Linked DNA regions of Zea mays: region 2 is linked to region 1. The links are chromatin contacts, called in public Hi-C maps. All regions are on one chromosome and are shown on one strand. Each heading gives the region's core, a stretch centred on a gene start, on an enhancer-like site or on the middle of the called end of the contact. The rest is flanking DNA. Distances are from core to core; before and after follow the strand shown. Region 1 holds the start of LOC100500975. Region 2 holds the start of LOC100283996.

Region 1 (3,326 bases), core at 220-2,719:
AGCTCGGCGCCATAGGCTATGGCGCCGAGGTCGTGTTGCGTTGGCACAACCCAGACGCGTGGCGTCGACGTGGCACCGAGCTCGGCGCCACAGATCTTGGCGCCGAGCTCGGTTGTGTTATTAACATATTTGTTGCAGACATGAGCACAAAGCCCAGCTAGCCCACTTGGTGGAGCACAAGGCTTCTAACCTTGTGGTCGTGGGTTCAAACCCCACAGTTTGCATTTTTATTTGGTTTTTTTTGTTTATGTCGCTGGTGTGTCCGTTCAAATTTATTTCTAAAAATGCTTTCAATCTACCCGGCCGGTACGTTCAGATGAATTGTGATGGCCTGCCACAAATAAACCTATGTGTACGTATTGTGTATATATGTCCATGACACTATTTTAGCCTCTTTTAGACTTACGAGTGTTCGTTCTGCGATCCAATTATTTCCTTGGATTCATGCATGCTCCAGTAACCTTTTAAAAGCATCGTATCACTAGTTGATTGATATATTTCTAGCTAGTTCGAGCATATTCTTCATTACTATTGAAGTTAAGAGCTTTTTTATTTTGTAGTTTTTTCGTGAACTTATTTCTATCCGTTTTAAATGCATCACTGTGCTCATCGGTTATCATCGAGAAAATCCAGGCACCAGTTTGCTCCTAAGCATCTCTTTTGAGAGTTTAATTTGGAGGATTGGAATAAGCCTTGGAAAGTAGGCCAAGATTGCCTCTGAGCAAAAAACAAAAAAACAAACAAAACAGTGAAGCTAGTTTTTGTGCCAACGTATGTAATTCGCACCATCAAATATATTGGTTTTTTTTAAATGAGTAGTGGCTAGATAAAAAAATATAGGTGAGAAATAAATTTGAACGGACACACCAGCGACATAAACAAAAAAAAACCAAATAAAAATGCAAACTGTGGGGTTTGAACCCACAACCACAAGGTTAGAAGCCTTGTGCTCCACCAAGTGGGCTAGCTGGGCTTTGTGCTCATGTCTGCAACAAATATGTTAATAACACAACCGAGCTCGGCGCCAAGATCTGTGGCGCCGAGCTCGGTGCCACGTCGACGCCACGCGTCTGGGTTGTGCCAACGCAACACGACCTCGGCGCCATAGCCTATGGCGCCGAGCTGTGTTACTTCGGCGCCACAGGCTATGGCGCCGAGCAAAGGGTCCAAAACTGCATTTAAAATTTTTTTAGGTCTAAACGTGAATTTTTTTCCGAAAAATGGCTAAAATACAAAAAATTCGGGACGAAAACCAATCGGAGACGAATGGTCGTCGCACTCGCACGAGGGCTGATTCCTTTCCAGCTCGCACCCGCGGTTGAACAGCGTTTCGTTGTTTCCTCCCCAACTTCCAACACGCCTCGATCTAGATCCACTCTCCCCCCCCCCCCCCCCCCCCCCCCCCCCCTTCTCCTTCCGGTCCTCCCCCCGAGACTATTCATATAGGCGGGTAGGCGTCCGAGGCCTCGTTTGTTCTCGGCTTCTCGTCTCCAAGGGTGCTACTCCGTCCGCGCTTGGTCTGCTCTCGTCCTTCCGGGTAAGGATGCCCCTGCCTTCGCTTAGATAAACCGCTCGTTCTCACCTGCGGGATCTTTTACTTCGTTGGGGGACCTCGATTCCGGTTACGCCTTTTCCCTCTCCGATCCGTTCAGCTTGTCCATGATTCGGTCCGGTCTGCTCTGCTGCGTCGGGGACCTGCTGCTGGTAGCGAGATCGTTGGTAGAGCATTTACTCCCGTGCGTACTTGCGGGATCGACAGTGATAAGCCACCCGTGCTTTTCGTCGGCAAGGAGCCGTGTGGTGTGATTTCGCACCCTCTAAGCATCTGCTCTTTTTCTTACGGACAAAGAGAAATCGATCCAAGTATTTTTCTTGCTAGGTCGATGCTCCACTCCGCCTGTTTTGTTTGCTGCGTGGATAACTAAGGCCCTGTTTCAAACCCCTACAACTAATAGTTAGCCAGCTAATAAATTATTAGCTGGGTTGAGCCAAACTAATTATTAGCTGTGAGGTAGCTAACAATTAGCTGCGGTATTAGCTGATGGTGTTTGGAACCCAATAACTCATTTTTAGTAGTTTTAGAGGTTCCAAACAGGAGCCTAAGAAGGTAGCAAACTTTTTTTTAATAGACAACTGCGAGTGCTCATCTGGATCCCACGCCTTCTGAGTCTACTACACCAGGATAGTCTTTAGTTCAATCGTCGCCTTTGACCCTGCTCCTGGGCATTGTATATCACTTGATAGCTTTCCTCTTCCAGGAAAAAAAACTAGGATGCATTTGAATCCCTGTGGCTTATGCTAAGTCCGCCCTTGGTCAGTGGTCATGCAGCATTAGTCCGGTCATCTTCTTTGACCCAGTCGGAAATGGGTTTAGACCAGTATAAGCATGACCAGTGTGCATACCCTCGGCCTGTACCCGTAATCTAGAGAATCACAGTGTCATTTAGTGAAGGAAGCTACGCTCCGTAGTATGTAAGCAGGTGATACATATGCTGAACCAAAGTGTGTTCAGGTCATTTTAGGTGGCAAGTCAACATTTATGCTAGGCTAGGACATTGTCCATGATGTAAACAAAAACTCAGTTTTTTTTCTTCTTGTGATTGATTTACCTAGCATTTTCATATGCACAGCAAGAAAAGAGAAGATACTGTTATCAATACTAGTGCCCAAATTTATTCTTGTTGAAACTCTTTTTGCTGCTTTAAATATCTTTTCTTAACCATTTAGATTTTTCCTGTATGACTTTCCTACTCTACTAGCACAAAAACAAAGTATGAAAATTCCCTGGCCCTAATTTTAATTAGTAAGAGATATTCTTGGAGGAGAGTGAATGAGAGGGGTGTCTTGATTGATTAGGCAGTGCTGCTTCCTATCAAGGCAGAAAATTGATAGAGGTGTGCAGAAGTCTAGTCAGGCTGCAATGAAGAAATATATTCGTGAACCTTTTTTATTTTGTGTATCCTTATTAAAGTACATTATGCTATGTCATATGAGTAAGATTGGCTAGAAACTTTTGTTGTGCCATGGAGTTTTAGAACCAGTCTCATTGCTTTTGCCATCAGATTATATGCTTTTCCCCTGTCGGTAGTTTGAACATGCTTAGCTCTGTAGCTCGTATGGTACTGCTATTTCAGAAACCATATAAATGCAACAACAACATGAACACACCTTGCCTGTATTTCAAGAAATAGTAAAAGAGATTCTTGGAGGATGGAAGAAAAGGGTGATATGTTTAATTACCTTGCTGGTTACTGCTGCTGCCTGTAAAGCCATTCCATTGGTAGAGGAGTGCCGAAGTCAAGTCAGGGTGCAAAGTTGGATAAATG
Region 2 (3,425 bases), core at 544-3,043, 370 kb before region 1:
ACCGAGGTGTGAGATTATGTATGCGCAATCATGTCAGTCGGCTTGTGGTGTGCAGACAGGGTGGAGGGCCCCATTGTGGCCTATTATGTCCCATGCCATATCGTGTCTTGTAATCTGCTACAATTAATCCGAAGGAGGGTGGTTGGTTCCACCATAGGTTTTGGTTGGTCGTCACCTAGTTTCGCAGTGGGGTTGACCTCCGCGCTTCTATGGACCTTCCCTAGGATATGGGTGAAAACGGGACGAATACAGCCGGATATAAAGTCATCATCCTGTATCCTACCGGGCAAGGTGAGAGGAAGGGGAGAGGTTTTTTTGTTTTTATATTAAAACCCTAACGAGCGCTTAATAATGGGTCTAAACGTTTTCTATTTTTTTAATGGGTTAAATGAGACTAAATTTAAATACGTTGTGTATTAGATTACTCATTTTCTCATATTATATATATTTATATATTTAAATTTTTAAAATTTGGATTGAAATTTTAAAATAAACCGGTGGTGACGGCTTTGACCTAGTGCGGTGAGTGGCGCCAGGCTGGCACCCGGCACCCATCGTGCCACGCGCCACACTCGTATTGGCAGACCCCCACAGGCACCTCGTCCTCCTGTCCAGCGGCCCCCTGCGGAGTGCGGACGACGCAGTCTGCGGTCGTCCAAGCCGACGCCGACCCAGGCAGATACGACCTGGCCAGCTGACGCCTTGCGCGGCCCGTCGGCCGCCTCCACCAGTCGGCGCCTCGCCCGCACGCACCTTCCCGCCGCGCCAAGGGACAACGGGAACGGGGAGCTTTGCCCTTTCGGCGGAACCAGACTGGTCCGCGGGGCCCCAGCGTGTCTGGACGCCCCGCACGCTGGCCTGACATTTATTATTTTTACCTCAACTTCCCTTGGAAAACCGAGGCGCGCGAGGTTCGCCGCGCCGGCGTCCGGGAGGAAAAAGGTGAAGCAGAGGAGGAAATATCGGCGACGCCGGCGTGTTGGAGCGTGACGTGACTCAATGACGCTCCCCCTCCATTGAGGTCAGTCAGGTCGCGCCGCGCACTCAGTTCGCAGTGGACCTGAGACGTGGCTCGTGGCTCGTGGCCAGCAGACGGCGGCACAATCGATGCGGACGGTGGGATTTTCTTTTTGTAGTTTGGTTGTGAAAAAACAAACTATTAGTACTCCCTCGGCCTACCTAGCGCAGTGGTCGACTTGTATGTAGCCCCCTCGTGCCCACCCACCAACCACGAACGCATACGTTATCCCTCGGCCGACATGCATCATCGAGGAGCCACGAAGTGGAGAATTAGGACTGCTCCACTGCCACCTTCTTTTACCCCTATATTCATACTCTACAAATAGAAAATTAAACATACGGGCAGAGGAGGACGGGGGCTGGAGTAGGCAATTTCGCTCGCTCCTTCCGAGCGGACCCGTCGGCATCGGGCGTTGTCCGTCCCTACGATCCCGTCGCGCAACGCCGGCCGAACGGATGCACAGATCTGCAGCAGCGAGACTTTCCAAACCACGCGACCGTATCGAAGGGTGATGACGACGACGACGACGTCTCGATTACTCAAACACAAGCAGTGAACCCGCGGCGCCGTTTCCTGCCACCGCGCACGTGCCACCGCTTTTGACGCTTTCCCGGTTCCCGAGGCCCGTCGCGATCCGAGAAAAAGCGCGGGGAACCCGGGTGGCCCGTTTGCCTATCGCACCGGCACCAGCCCACCTCCAGCTCCCCCTCCGCCTCCCTCCCAGCCCCCAGGCTCTTCTTTATAAACCCCGCCCCCTCCTCCGCTCTCATCCTCCACCACACCACACCACACCGGCCGGCTCACACGCGCCGCAAAGCAGAGCACGGGGGGCTGAGACCAGAGCAGAGCGGAGCGCCACCAGCCAATCCTTTGCCTGCCCAAGCAGCAGCAGCAGCTGGCCCGATGGCTCTGTCTCTCTCCGGCACCTCCGCCCGCTTCGCCCTCGCGTCGCTGGTCCCCCGGGCCAGGGCCTACGCGGCGTCGGCGGCGTCCGGGGCCATGAGGCGCGCGGCGGAGGGCGCGGCCGCGGGCGAGGCCAAGGAGGCCGGGCGCGCCGCCGCCGCCGCCGCCGAGGGCTCGTGGGTGCCCGACCCCGTCACGGGCCACTACCGCCCCGCCAACTGGGCCGCCGCCGTCGACCCCGCCGACCTCCGCGCCGCGCACCTCGCCCGCACCTACGCCCGGGCCTGAGCGGCCCCGGCTCCCTTCACCCTGCTCCGCCTCGTCTCGTATGACATACGCGCACCGTACCAGGGTGAGACGAGGTGGGGGCTGGGGGTTCGTGTGGCGAACGGCGTGTTGAGCCACGCGCGCGTGCGGCCGCGCTCTGCGACGCCCGGAACGTTCTTGGGAGAGCGCGAGCGAGGTCTTCTGTCTTCTCGGTGCGGGTCGCTGTGCCATGAGATGTGACGCTGGGTCGTTTTGGGTCCGACCAACGGGAGAAGAGCGGCCTGTGGTCGGTGGTCGCCGCCGTGTGTGGGCTGGATGGCCTGCTCTCTTGTGCTCCTCCTATATATCAGATGTACTTCCTCCGAGGAGCAGGGTTTCGCCCTTTCGCTACCTTTTCGTACTCGCTAGTCGCTACAGCTACAGCTAGTACGTACTATACTATACTAATAAAAGCTACAGTTTCTTCCGGTTCTTGTCCTACCTTTCACGTCATCTCGATTACGTGGTGAACTTGTATGCAGTATGCTGTATTTTTTTCATCGGACAAAATATATCTTTTTTTATTGAACATAAACGAGCGGAAAGGTGGTGTTTATCCCTGTATAAACAAGCAGTAGTGGTTAGGGCTGGACGAAAAACACGTAGCTCGTTAACTCGCTCGATTCGATTTGATAGTGGTTCGACTCGACTCGTTTATAATTTGTAACGAGTTGAGCTTGTATTAACGAGCCAGATCGAACTGGCTCACGAGCTGACTCGCGAGCCAAACGAGTTGAAGTAATTAGTCAAATCACAATAATCTCCGATCCAAAATAGTTAATCTTGTACTCTACTATAGTTAATTTTGTTCTTTGTTGAGTGTGAAATATTAAGTTGCAAAATCTATTCTTTTTTCTAAATAGATCTCCTTTTCTTTTGCTACATGATTTTATATCTGTTCGTAGACACTAGACATGGTATTATCGAGCTGGCTCGCGAGCTAAATGAGCCAGCTCGAGTTGTCAAATGAGTCGAGCCGAGTTAGATCTTTAGCTCGTTAACATAACGAGTCGAGCCGAGCCAGCTCAATATCCACCCCTAGTAGTGGTGTACAGTATTGCTACAGCGAGAACCCCTACAGATCTCTTGGTAGACGCCCGTGGGCTTGCAAATCGATGGTACGTACTTGGCTGGTGAAGAGAACCTGGCCGGTGGGTATTACTTGGTTGGTCCCACGCGCCTAGCCTGCCACGGT

The links. Hi-C and Micro-C count contacts between places; a contact is called where the count stands out from the background.
Region 2: a Hi-C map of bundle sheath shows a contact between it and region 1, with 2.2 times the contacts expected there. The contact joins the promoter of LOC100283996 here to the promoter of LOC100500975 in region 1. A contact is called at or near these places in 2 of 25 Hi-C or Micro-C datasets (bundle sheath and ear).

What each region holds. Positions count from the first base shown.
Region 1 is chr3:36,127,135-36,130,460 of Zm-B73-REFERENCE-NAM-5.0, reverse strand. LOC100500975 reads left to right here and starts at 1,469. Exons shown (of 2, transcript NM_001174228.2): 1 at 1,469-1,537.
Region 2 is chr3:36,493,879-36,497,303 of Zm-B73-REFERENCE-NAM-5.0, reverse strand. LOC100283996 reads left to right here and starts at 1,793. Exons shown (of 1, transcript NM_001156894.2): 1 at 1,793-2,647. The coding sequence starts at 1,925. The coding sequence ends at 2,212.